2 separate regions of the Mus musculus genome follow, and region 1 is linked to region 2. The links are chromatin contacts, called in public Micro-C maps. All regions are on one chromosome and are shown on one strand. The core of a region is the stretch at or near the end of the contact, and the rest is flanking DNA. Distances in the headings are between cores, read along the strand shown.

Region 1 (6,456 bases), core at 2,076-4,575, 320 kb before region 2:
ACATGTCCAACACGGCAAGGCTGACTTGCTTAGAGGGTAGCAGGAGAGCTGGAAAGGGAGGCCCACACTCAGGCTGTGGCCTTCCCTTCTATAGATGCACAGAGGAGGGGCTCTGCTGCCATCTTCTTTGCAAGCTATAGCCTCTCCATTTGGTCTATGAGGATGCTCTGAAGGACATCCATACGTGCTCTCCTTTCTAACACCGTGGTCCAAGCCTAGGCGGCCAAGGTGAGGAGAAGAGATGCAGTTTCAGACCTTCTCTTGCACTTTCAGAGTTGAAGAAAAAAAAAAAAACTTCAAAAGCAAAATGATTGTTTTACATAAGGTTTTAGTGAGGAGAAGCACTTCAGCAATAAAGTCAAGATGAAGTTCACAGAGAGCTTGCAGCCACTCTGGGTGCATTAGTGAGGACATTCCCTCATGCCCCTTGAAGGCAAGGTGGCCCTGTCCTGGGAGCAGAGGGTGTGAACTGTACTGGGCTGTGGAGGCACACAGGACCTGCTGCTTTGGGAGATCAGCATGGGTGGGTGATGTGGGATTCCCCCAAAATAATCTAAGTCACTAAAGTGGTAACTCCCACTGGTGTACGACAGGGTACTTTGCTCAGAGTCCTAAAATTCCCTTAATTGCAGAACCACAATACCTCTACAGGATTATTAGTTTATGAATCCCTACATGTCCAACCCATTTAAAATAGAGCAACATAGAAAACAGATGCTAAATTTTAGGTATAAACTGAGCCTTGCTTTATTCCTCAGGCACAGAACGAAGTGGCCCAAGAGGACTAGATGTTGTCATTCGTGATGTTCACACACAGACATTAAACGGAACGCACGCACACATTTTCCTTACAGGCAGAACTTTCCTAGCCACTGGGGAGACACAAGTTGCTGCTGGTACCCTGCAGGGACTCCCTAATGTACCGCCTATGACAAACAGCAGACAACAGGTCCCCTTTTCCAGAAGACAGGAGATACAACCCCAGTGCTGCCATTTCATAGTACATGAACAATTCTTTTGGGACAAACTCATATCTTGAACTACACTCAAACTCTTGGGAGTTAGTTTTCTTTACAGGCTCTGTAAGATACTTCGTAAAGTAGGCGCAAGCAGGACTTCCTGAACATAGTTCACAGAGGAAATAGAAATGAAAAAAGAAAGACAAGAAAAAAAAATAGCCGGAGCTCAAAGTCACGTGAGTCCAGAGTCACACTTACGTTAGCACAGTGCAAGGCCAGTGCGCAGAAGACAGCAAACATCTTGAAGTTGTTCTCGTCTGTCTTGGAGAAGGCGCTACCGCTGATCTTGTTCACCATCTGCACCACGCCAATCACGCTGCCTCGGCTCACTATGGGCATACACAGAATGTTCCTCGTGGTGTAGCCTGTGTACAGGTCCACCTCCCTGTGGAAGTGAAAGGGATAGCCCCATTAGCCAGCAGGGAAGGGTGACAGACAACACATTCCAACAATCCTGGCATTGCTATGTAGCTGGTGTGCATGTGTTACCAACGGCTAGAGTGGAGTTGGGGATTTGAGGTGGTGTAAAAATGAGTGTCTTATTAAAAAATTTCACAAATATTTAGGCTTGTTTGATTGTGTTTCTTTCTAGGGCAGTCTCTCCTGGAGGCTCCTGGCCAGGGTCGGTGATCTGGGGGAAGTTTGGTAGACAGTATCTTCCTTTGAATTTGGTCAGAGCTTTGAGACTGGTAACTTGCTAAAGCATTTTAAGTGAGGATATTTACATTAAAATCTAGAGCAGGTATCGGCAACTACAGTTATCATCCTTGCAGGACAAGGCTACCTTCATCTGTGGACGCTCTACGTGAGCAGAGAGCTGGGCTCCCGACGTAAAACTCCTCCTTATGATGTCCTTCAGAGCAGAGGGTTTGCTGATCCCTGACCTGAGGAGATGGTCTCCGAAAACAAGGCTGAGTTTCCCAGAGTCAGGCACAGACCCAACGTGGTGGCTGTGCTTCAGTCCCCCGGGGCCTGGCTTCTCCTGCTTACCCATGCTATCCAAGAACCATCTGGCCCTTGCTGCTGGGCTGTCGTCTCTACCAAAGGCACATTTCACTTATCCACACTCCACTTAGTGGTCAGCATCATTGTTAATAGCTAGTTACTGGCTGTTTCAAGTAAGGCTGTTGGGGGTGGGGGGGGGGTGGTTATAGCTGAGTCTTTGGACAAATGATTTCATTTCCCTTGGAGCACCTATGTAGGAGGAGGGCAGACTAGTGGATCGCTCATGGTCAAAGCTGTACCTCTGTTTTCCCAAGAGGCTGCCTTATCATCTGCTGCCACCAGCAAAGCAAAAGCTCATGCCACCATCTCTGCCTTTTCCACCCCGATGCCAATCTTAAGATCTCAGCTGCTTGCCTGGTACACACCAGAAGGTGACCTGTTTATTCTCCATGTGTTGTTGAGTGGCTGTAAGTGCATCGTTTGTGGTGAAGCAGCCTACATGCTCTGTCCTGTATGGGGCTGCCTTGTATAGCCTAGATATACAGACAGTGGCATCACATGCTTTGCCCGTCAGTATCCCCCACCCCCCCTCACAAACACCTCAATCCATTGACTGCATTTTTGATTTTCTCAATAGTCTGACTCATAAATTTTCCATAAGGACTTTAAATGATGACAATTGATTTCAATATTTAGGCAGTCTAAGGACAAGCAAGCTTGCTTGGGGGAAACCTAAGGTTATTAGTATTCTTTGAGAATAGTATTCTTTGTTGGTAAAATATTAATACAGCTATGTTTCTATATGAGTCTTACATTCTCTGACACCCTATCATTAATCACAGGAAATGCCGCCAGCTGATTATACTGCTTTTAAAGTAAATCGGATGTATCATCTAAACACTGTTATTGTGTATCTGAAATATTGCTGTAACAGCCTCACCATCTACCTTGTGACTTCTAACTTCAAAGAACTGAATAAAACTTATTCTTTGATTTCGAGTTCTCCAGAGTCTCACGTGAATGAAAAATTCTTAATGCCCATCTTAATACTACACTCTAGCAATATCCCAGCTATGCGGCTAGCTCGGTTCCTAATTTGTGTGCAGCAAGGCTTCCAGAGCTCTTAGGAAAATTATCTGTAGTCCCAAGAAATGATTACAAGTGGGCAATCTCATACCATTTAGAAGAAGATGAAACTACGGCATAAAGAAATCAAATAACTGACCCCAGTTCCATCTATAGTGGATAAATGACAGGGCCTTAGTTCAAAACTGGACATGACAACCAAAAAACCAATTCCATATCCCTGTGTGGCAGCTGTAGAGCAGGCAGAGACAGAGAACAATGGGATGAAATCATGACATCACAGCCCCAGCCCCAGAAGCCCACAGCTGTCAGTTGACACTTGACACCCTGTGGAGCCCCAGCATGGAAGGCTGGCCTACAAATAGCCTCCAGCCATCATTCTGAAAGTGTCTGAGGACACTGACCACTGATAACCGACTGGGGCAGCGTGAACCAAGACTCCTTCAGAGAGGCTTCCGCCCAGTGGAACCTCAAAGGAGAAAGGACAAGGGCCGCACTCACCTGTTAAAGCGAGGGTCCGCGTAGGCATCGGGAATGTTCAAGACTTCGCCTGTTCTTGCCACTTGACCAGCAATCCCTTTCTCAATGGAAAATCTGCAGAAACAAAAAGGGAGGGCAGTGGTGATTACTCGGTCTTGTTGTAAAAGAGCTCTGAGGTATGTCATTAGCATCCGATAGTTGAATTGAGCCTCTTTTTAATTAGGAAATTAATTTTCCATTTATGTATCCTAAATAACCTTATGAAATATGTACAAGAAAGGCAGAAAATTACCCTGCAGTGATCACTCAGAACACTGTCTTAAGATGTAACGCATAGTAACTTGAGACCGTGCGACCATAAACTGAAACTGAAAACTTTGCAGCCTAGGCCTAGCGCCGCCTAACAACGGCAGCAAATCTTCTCACTAATTACAGCGTGCACATCTCTGTAGTGGACTTCTCACTGTGCTGGGCTCATTCCCTCGAGCGCAGACAGCCCAGCTCTGTTGCCCTGTTGTCTGTGATCCGTGCACTACACAGAAACAGGACAAAGGTGTTTTCATGCCTCTAATATGCTTGTTTTAAAAACAACCAGACTATACATAGGAACTGATTGTACTTAGTTATACTTTTGCAATAAAGCATCCCGCTGATAAATATTTGTCATGTTACTGTGTTAGAATCATAATGTGCTTATTTCAAAATTTAGCTAAATAAAAAAACCACATCAACAACTCACTCTATTTTTTTTTTTTTCAGAAACTCGAGAGGGCACTGACCCAAGACAGAATGAAAATATCCCCCCAAAGGACAGACCCTGCATGAAGTGCAAAGTCACCAGCCTCCTTGTTTTCTCCTGCTTTAAGGAGCACAAATTAGACATCACAAGCCATGCCAGAGTCTACTCATGACATGCACTTGTCTAACTTGCTCTGAGAGCCCTGGCATGGGGACTTTCCCTGAGCTCTTGGTTGCTCTTTCTCTACCCATGGAGAGCACAAGTCAGAGTGCTGGAGGCCAGCCTCAACTAGTTCTCACAGAGCCAGACAGCCTGGTTCTCTCCACTCCTGTTCCTGTACTTGTTAAAAAAAAAAAAAAAGAGCTAATAGCTCCACAGTTAGGCCCAACACCAGCCAGTGTGAGCCCCAAATTAAGCATGAGAAACCAGTTTAACCAGGTGACCATGACCAGACTGGCAAATCCAGAATATAACCAAACCAGTAAGTGAGCAAAATGTAAGATGCCCCACAGACTCCCAGAGTGCCCCCACATCAGCATTATATGACTATGTAACCCGGGATCAGTCAACCTAGAAATAGCTCGAAGTGCCAGGGCCGAGTGCTGACAGCTGGTGGCTGCTCACTTTGTCCCATGTCATTAGTTCCCCAACACGACAAAGTAGCCCAGTGGAAAACGCAGTAATTAAGTGTTGCGGTGTCTCGATAGAGAGTTTTATAGTGGTGATTGGAAGGCTCAGATGGACAGAAAGCAAGAAGAGGCCACCATTGAAAGGGACCTGACTTGTGCACATGACTCTTAACTCCTCCACCTTTTAGTGCTCCTTGCAGGTTCCAGGTTGTGTCAAGACTGAGGCACCAGGACGTCACCAACAAGGAAGGGTCATCTGCCCGTTTCAATGACAGCAGCTGCCACTTAAGGTGCAAAGAGGGCCTTCCTTTTTAAATGCAGCAGAAGGGGTAGCCACTTCAGCCTATGGCCAGGCCCTGAATTCAGGTGTTCAAGCCCATCAATTTCCTTTCCTCTGGGCCTTTAGTCTTCGTGGGTTGGAGAGGAGCAGGGGCTAAGTTGGTTAAATTCACCCTGCTCCTAGACACAGGAACCTGCCTGCCTGCTGTTGCCAGGGCGACCTTTACCTACCTGGGAGCACTAGTAAGTTTTTCCAACATGATTTCCCAAAGGACCGCCTCTGGAAGACGGCGTTTCCAGGAGTGACAGTAGGCGCTGTTTCGCTGGCGCTGCAATGCCATTCCCAGAAGCACTACCTTCAGGAGGCGGGTCCTGGTGGGAGTGGTACCACAGTATGACAAGTGTTGTCAGCGCACCTGTGAATCGGCACAGAGAGGTGCATCGGAGCCAGGAAGGTCGCTCTAGCTGTACCTGATCTCCTTGGTCTTCTTGAAGATGGGCTTCCCCTCCTTCTCCTCCCCAATGTCAAACAGGTCCGAGTACAGCTCCTTGTTCTTGTGGTCCACCTGGAAGAGCGCGCAGCGGTCGGCGTTCACTAGATTTTTTGCATATATCTGAGGCGGGTGAGAAACCAGAGTCAGCCAGTGGGGAACTGAAGATGGGTATGGGGAGCCTTAGTGTAGACACATACTCTGTACTGGGGAGGCAATCAGGACTGTGAATAGGGTACACGGATTATGAAGCACAGTGGAATTCACGTGTACGTCTGTCTACGTGCTGATCCCAGCATATGGCACCTAGGACACTTCATGAGCACCCATGTCCCTGCTCATCTTGAAATACTAGAGCACTTCCTAGGAGCTGCCGACCAGCTAGCGGCCTCCCTTCCTGAGAATCCTCAAGCGCTCTGAGCTCCTTTGCCTATCAGGATGCTCCTGGCGCCCTGATTTGTCTATCAGCCGTGGCCAACACCCACTCAGCCTGCTGGATGTCTGTGAACAGTGACTATAAGAGATATGAGATTCTCCACGCCTTTAATCTCCACATTCTGAAGGCAGGGGCAGATGGAGCTCTGGTTTCTGGCCCAGCCAGGGCTACACAGTGAGCCATTGACTAAACATTAAACGCATGAGACAGGGGCTGGCCAGCACAAAGCGATGGCTCTCCAAGCTCAAGAGCAGGAAAGCTCCTCTCCTCTTCTTGCCTCTCAGCCTTTCCTACCTCAGGCTTTAGTAGTGGAAGACGGGCCCGTAGAGATCAGAGTCTCGGGACACTGGCA
Region 2 (6,201 bases), core at 730-3,229:
GTGACTGTTTATGGAAGTGGATTTAGTATCCTCAGTTCCCTTATAAAGGCTGTGTTGGTGGCTTTTCTTGCTGGACTGTATTGGCACTGGGTTTGTGGGAGGAGGCTGGTTGGTGGGGGGAGCCTGGTTGGTGGGAGGAGCCTGCTTCTCTGGCCCCAGCCCAGGCTCCAAATCTGCCTTTCCTGATCTCTGCTGCCCCACCATCCCTCCAGACATCTTCTAACCCCCAACTTCGACAGCCACAGCCAAGAAATAGGAAGGGATAGCAACGAAGGCCACCAGCAGCCACTCAGGTGCATCGCCTAATTGAGGTGGGGCAGGTCCCACATGTAAGGGGCTGTTCTGGGATCTCCAGACTGGGCTATTGGAGATGTGATTGTGACAACTATCTGTGCTCTTTATGTCTTCTGGCCATCTTTCTTTCTGCAGAGCACTTACCTCTGAGGTGGGAAGGACTAGGCATAGCCTGTGCTGTCCACTTGTGGCTTCAGACTGTGCAGCTGCCTGCCAGTCACCACGGGCACAATTCCTGACTTGGCCCTAACCTGTTACTTAATCCTGCAGCACACCCCAGCAAGTGTGCTCAGTCGCTGCTTTGCAATCATGAATCATGTCCTCTCTCTTTAGGCTCAGTACCTCCAGTCGAGGTTCACAGAACCTCCAGTCGACGTTCTGTTGCTATCACCACAGTTTTGGGTTTCAATCCCCAGGATGTTAAGCAACAAAATTCAAGTTATCTTTGAAGAAACCTGAGACAATGTCTGTTTATTGTGTAAGGCTTGGTGTCTTTGCTGAATGGTGAGCCCAGACAGTGATCCACTAGGCCAAACTTTATTCAAAGTCCCCTGAGGTCCCCATGTGGGGAGGGACTATGCTGCCACCTGGATAAAGGAAAGGGAAGCTCTGGGGGCCTGGTGACCCAGGGTACTGCAAGGAGTCAAGGAAACTCCCTCTTCCCTCTGTATCTAGTTAATGTCCCCACACATGGCTCAAGGTACCAACCAGCTTCTTGCCCCTAAACATAAGGGCCAGGTGGCATTCATACTCTTTAGGATTCCATTTGACCAGTAAGTCTGGGGACATAGAGGGCCTGTGTGCCTAGCAACTCTGCTGGCCATCAGAGCCAACTAATTCAGCAGAGGGCCCTATAATGTATCTGTCTGTATATTGTAGGCAGGGGGCTTTATCCTAGGGACAGTACATACAGGAGGCAAGGTGGCCCAACATGGAACAAGAACAAACCGGGTGTCCATTAGCCCAAAGTCTGCCCAGGACCCAAGGTTCTGGTGCTACCTGGTGGACATCAGGCACGGCAGCACTACCTGCTGATGGCCGGCATCCTCCATTTGCTTCCAACAATATCAAATGATATGAGGACTGGGGCTGCTCTTTGTCTTGGCTCTTGGCTCAGATCCTCCCCCAAATGCTCTGGAGCAGGCTGGGAGGGTGTCATCATCCTTAGCTGCTCCCCACTTGGGGGCCCCAGTCCAAAAGCCTTCCTGGGTATCCAGACCTTGCACGCTGTGGCCACATTGTAGTGAAGGTGATGCCATTGCTGTCCTTGTCCTTGGACAGAAGGTCACCAGCCAGCCACTCTGGCTGGGGGCTGGAGATCAGAGCCCCTTGGAGGCAGTGCCCACCCAGAAGAATGGCCTGAGCAGAGAACAGCACCCAGGAGGGGGAAGAGAGATTCCATAGGGTGGAGTGGGGCAAACACAGTAGAAGAAAGGCAGGGCAGCATCAAGCCTAGAGGAAATAGAGACAGGACGACTTCCATTGACAAGGGCGACTCGATGGCCCCACAATACAACTTTCAATAGCAAAAAATAACCCTTCCTTTTGGCTGCTCAATATGGTCAGAAATAAATACTGGTGGAGTCAAATCAGTCCATCCTGAGCTATTTCATATTGCTCAGCCTGACTCAAGCCTTCCCCACAGCTGGTCACACTGCCCCATCACAGCAGTTGTGGCCTCCTCTCTATTAGGGGAAGTGCCCATCTTGTCACACTGCCGCCACATCCGCTCCGTCACCACTTGGCCCCTATGAGGTGCTGGCTGCATTTCTGTGGCTATTGTTGCTCTTGCTGCTGAGGTTCCTGGACTGGAGAGCACTGTAGGTCATCCAAGGACCCAGAGGCCACTCCCTGCTCAGGCGTAGCCCAACATAGAAGTCATTCTGATTTTTATTTATTGCATATGCATGCATGTTAGTGCATGTAAGTGCCCATCTGTGTGCATGCATACATGTGTGTATGTAAATGTATATGTATATGTCTGTGTATGCATGTTTGTATGTACAAGTGCTCATATGTATGTATACATGTATGTGTATGTATATGTATGTCATGTTTGTGTATGCAAGTGCCCATCTGTGTACATGTATGTATGTATATGTACATGTATATGTGTATATGTATGCATATTTGTATGTACAAGTGCCCATGTGTGTGCATGCAAGTACGTGTATGTATCTATGTGTCATGTTTGTGTGTACAAGTGCCCATGTCTGTGTATGCATGTATGTATATGCATACATATATATGCTTTCATATATAGGTGCCTCTGTGTATGTGAGTGTGTGTGTGTGTGTGTGTGTGTGTGTGTATGTGTGTGTGTGCATACTCATACACAGCAGAAAACAACCTCAGCTCTCATTCCTCAGGTACTATTTACTTTGATTTTTTGAGGCCATGTCTCTCATTAGCCTGAAACTCTGGCAGGATTTCATGTGTGTAGCACCACACCCAGCTACTTCCTCCTGGGTCCTCAGTGACCAGACTCATGTTCTCGTTCGTGATTGACAGGCAAACACGTCACAGACTAAGCCTTTTACACAGAAGCCGTTTAAATACTCTCAGACACATCTCAAGCAGCCCTCTATGCACGGCTAGTCAGCACTGACCCTGCCCCTCTTGTGGTGCACTGACCTGTCTGAGATGACATTTGTCTTCCTCAGCAATTCTCAGATCCCAGGAGGGAGGAGTGGGGTCTCCATGGCAGCCAGTAGATGCTCTGCCGCTCTGCCCTGCAGGCTTTGTTCCCACTTCTGGACACTCTGACATTTTTAACACTCTGGGATTAACTTTAAGTCAATGCCAGCTTGTGTACAGGTTACCGTCCACGTGGGTGTGTCGTCACTGACACCACCGGCCCAGGCGAGAACCAAGATGCTGCCATCTGTTTGGTCCTCAGAAACACCGTGTTTTAGCGGTGTTTGGGGGAGGCAATGGTCTGAGGAATCTGAGACCACGGACACTCCTTTCCCAACTCCTCCAAAGCCTGAGGGTGACACAAACTCCACACAGGAAAACTAGTGACTGGAGAGATACGGCCCAATAAAGAAGGGCGAGGCTTGACCCTCCTGAGGTATCGCATCTGTATATCCCATCTGCTGCCCAGACACTACTGCTGGCGCAACCCACGTCACGTGGCCAGCAAAATGCAACCATTTCGTTTTTATTCCTCTTACTGATTATTTTTCTTTCAAACATTCCTTCCCTCGAGGTACCACACTTGATATTGGTTCTGTGTTTAAACTCTCTTGCCCATGTCTTCTCTTGGGCGATGTACATAAACCCCAGCTGTCAGACTTTATTTCCATGTAAAGAGATGGAGGATGTGGGTGCGGCCCTAATGGGGAACGACATTAACTAGAGAGACCTCGGATTCCTCTGAGTGTCCCACCTGTTCTGTGCACCTTACATTTGCCTCATGTTTAAGAGCAATGCTTTACCCACAACTCATGGAGAAATGAGAGGCTAAAGATTTGGCAAACATACCAGCCACCCTCTGCCCACGAGCTGGGCAGTAGCTGCGCCCACTGTAATTGCAGGGCTACAGCAACATCAGAGAGCAATTCTGTTCTCTTCCCACAATTTACAACCTCCCTCAAGCCCTTTGGGAGAATAACATTTCACTTTAAAATCATACCACGCCATTTGTCATTTCCTATAGTCACCGAGGAGAAGCCCACACTAACCGAATGCCTTTTGGCCAGAATGAAATTAAGCCCGGAAATGGGGAATACAAACTCGGGTTTTCTAAGAGTATTTTTTTTTAACCGTTGTTATTCTTTATGCGAGACAGCTTGTGTTCTTTTTGACATCCCATTTTCCAGTTTTTTAACTGAGATGTAGCTCATATCCCATGACATTTAACCCTTTGATACGTGCAATCTGGCAGTTCTCAGTAACTCTGCAAGACGGTGCAACTACCACTTTCCAATGCTAGACATTTCCACCAGCTCCAGAGAAATGCAGACCAATTTATAGATTCCCCCTTCCCTTCTCCCAGTCCATGGTAACTGTGGTGTCTGATGCCATGGTTCAGCGCAGGCAGGGTCCCTGGAAGAGCATTTTCGCATCTCTGGATGTGGGAGATGAAGAGGGATCTCAGAGGTTTGGAAGCTGTGAACCCTAACTATAGTTCTTCCTTCCCCCAGAGGAGAGCTTGGACCTTCCTTTCCTCCTCTATGAAACAGGGTACAGCACAGTTCAGGTGAGGTGTGAGGGTGACATGGGGACTCAGAGCACCCAGCACTCAGAGAACACTGTCACAATTTAATGAGTAAAACTCAGACCTGTTTTCAGAAGAAGGGCAAGAGCAGGGCAGGAGGGCAGGGGAGAGCAGGGGAGGGAAGGGGAGGAGGAGGGCAAGGGGAGGGCTGGGAAGGGCAGGGGAAGCAGGAGGAGGGCAGGGGAGAGAGCAGGAGCGCAGGGGGAGAGCAGGGGAGAGCAGGGGGACAGTGGGAAAGGACAGAGGGAGAGGACAGAGGGAGGGAGGGGGGCAGAGAAAGGGCAGAGAATGAGCAAGGGAGGGCAGGGGAGAGCAGGGGGAGGGCAGGGGAAAGCAGGGGAGAGGAGGAGAGAGGAGGAGAGGGCAGGGGACAGCAGGGGAGGGCAGGGGGACAGCAGGGGAAGAGCAGGGGGAGGGGCAGGGGAAGAGCAGGGAGAGGGCAGGGGGACAGCAGGGGGGGCAGGGGGACAGCAGGGGAAGAGCAGGGGGAGGGGGCAGGGGGAGAGCAGGGAGAGGGTAGGAGGACAGGAAGGGAGGGCAGAGATAGTTGGTTCCTTATTTGCAGGGCATCCACAAGGTGCTCAAACATCCAATTGCCCATGTGGTTCCTGTCCTGGTGCCAAACACTCTTCCAACCCCCACCCCAGCCCCCGGAGAAAGATATAAAGGAAGAGGGAAGCCACATCCCACTCCAGACTTGCTCCGTGAGTCTGGAATTTCTGCAACACTTTGAGCAGTCAGGCTAAGAAGAACCTCAACCAGGAAGATGGGGAGAAGATGAGCAGCCTCAACAGAGACCTGGAGCATGGACCCAGAAGACACTGCCTGCCCTGCGCTTTCTGCTCTGGGAGCAAGCCAGTACCTGTTCTAATGTCTCATCCAACCAGTAAGCAGCACCCCTCCATGGCCTCTGTGTCAGCTCCTGCCTCCAGGTTCCTGCCCTGCTTCAGTTCCTGCCCTAACTTCCTTTAAATGTTGAACAGTGATGTGGAAATGTTAGCCAAGCTAACCCTTTCTTCCTCAAGGTGCTTTTGGTCTTGGTGTTCCACCACAGTGACACTAACCCTGAGGCACAACCCTAAGGGGCTGAATGTCGGCCTTGAAAATTAAGTCCTAAAACACACACCAAGGGGGAAGATATCACACAACCAGCTTCAGACAGGGCAAGCAGGTTGTCAGAGACTTAGCAGGGTGGCAGAGCTGCTGGCTCTCCCAAGCAGTTCTTTAGAAAGGACATTAAGGTAGCACAGAATGAACCAGAGATCAGCAATGGCAAGCCTGAGCCCTCCCTGAGTCCTGACACAGCTGGTGAAAGCCGGGGGCTCGGGGGTGGGGGGAGAGACACCACCAAAAGACCCCTTGCTGACATTTCTCTACTGAGAATTTCTACAGTAAACTAAGTCACATTGCAGGACTATAATCCAGCCATGCTCCTGGCATGAAACCAGCCTGAGACTAGTGGGTTAATCCTCTCCTGATGTCAGAAATCACTCACCAAGGCCGAGTGACATGGTCATCTTTACCCAAGAGAGGGGAACTCGTCCCCCACTCGATCCTTTACTTCCCTCTGCAGGATGAAGACATGGCCCGGAGCCCCTGCTCCCTGCTTCTTCTGATGCACTTGGGCATCAAGGGCAAACCTGCTGACTCCAGGCTAGCCACATCCCTTTCCATCCATACCGGCC

What was found. A called contact is a pair of places that touch in the nucleus more often than the background predicts.
Region 1: a contact with region 2 is called in a Micro-C map of muscle stem cells, with 6 times the contacts expected there. The contact joins two enhancer-like sites. A contact is called at or near these places in 8 of 484 Hi-C or Micro-C datasets (bone marrow-derived macrophages, cerebral cortex, embryonic fibroblasts and 4 more), 3 of 115 datasets of contacts at active chromatin or transcription factors (acute myeloid leukemia, embryonic basal ganglia and stem cell-derived epiblast-like cells) and 3 of 9 other capture datasets (adipose tissue, embryonic stem cells and liver).

The regions. Positions count from the first base shown.
Region 1 is chr17:8,948,685-8,955,140 of GRCm38.p6, reverse strand. It overlaps Pde10a (phosphodiesterase 10A), which reads right to left. Exons shown (of 22, transcript NM_011866.2): 11 at 5,649-5,791; 12 at 3,552-3,644; 13 at 1,218-1,404. Among named protein-coding and RNA genes, the nearest start is that of 1700010I14Rik, 36 kb to the left of the region's middle. Within about 2 kb of position 3,325, at least 13 of the 459 cell types and tissues checked have an H3K27ac peak or open chromatin away from gene starts, as enhancers often do. A contact at or near this core is called in muscle stem cells, where this site is marked.
Region 2 is chr17:8,630,524-8,636,724 of GRCm38.p6, reverse strand. It overlaps a transcript of Pde10a not described here. Among named protein-coding and RNA genes, the nearest start is that of Gm46585, 100 kb to the left of the region's middle. Within about 2 kb of position 1,979, at least 15 of the 459 cell types and tissues checked have an H3K27ac peak or open chromatin away from gene starts, as enhancers often do. A contact at or near this core is called in muscle stem cells, where this site is marked.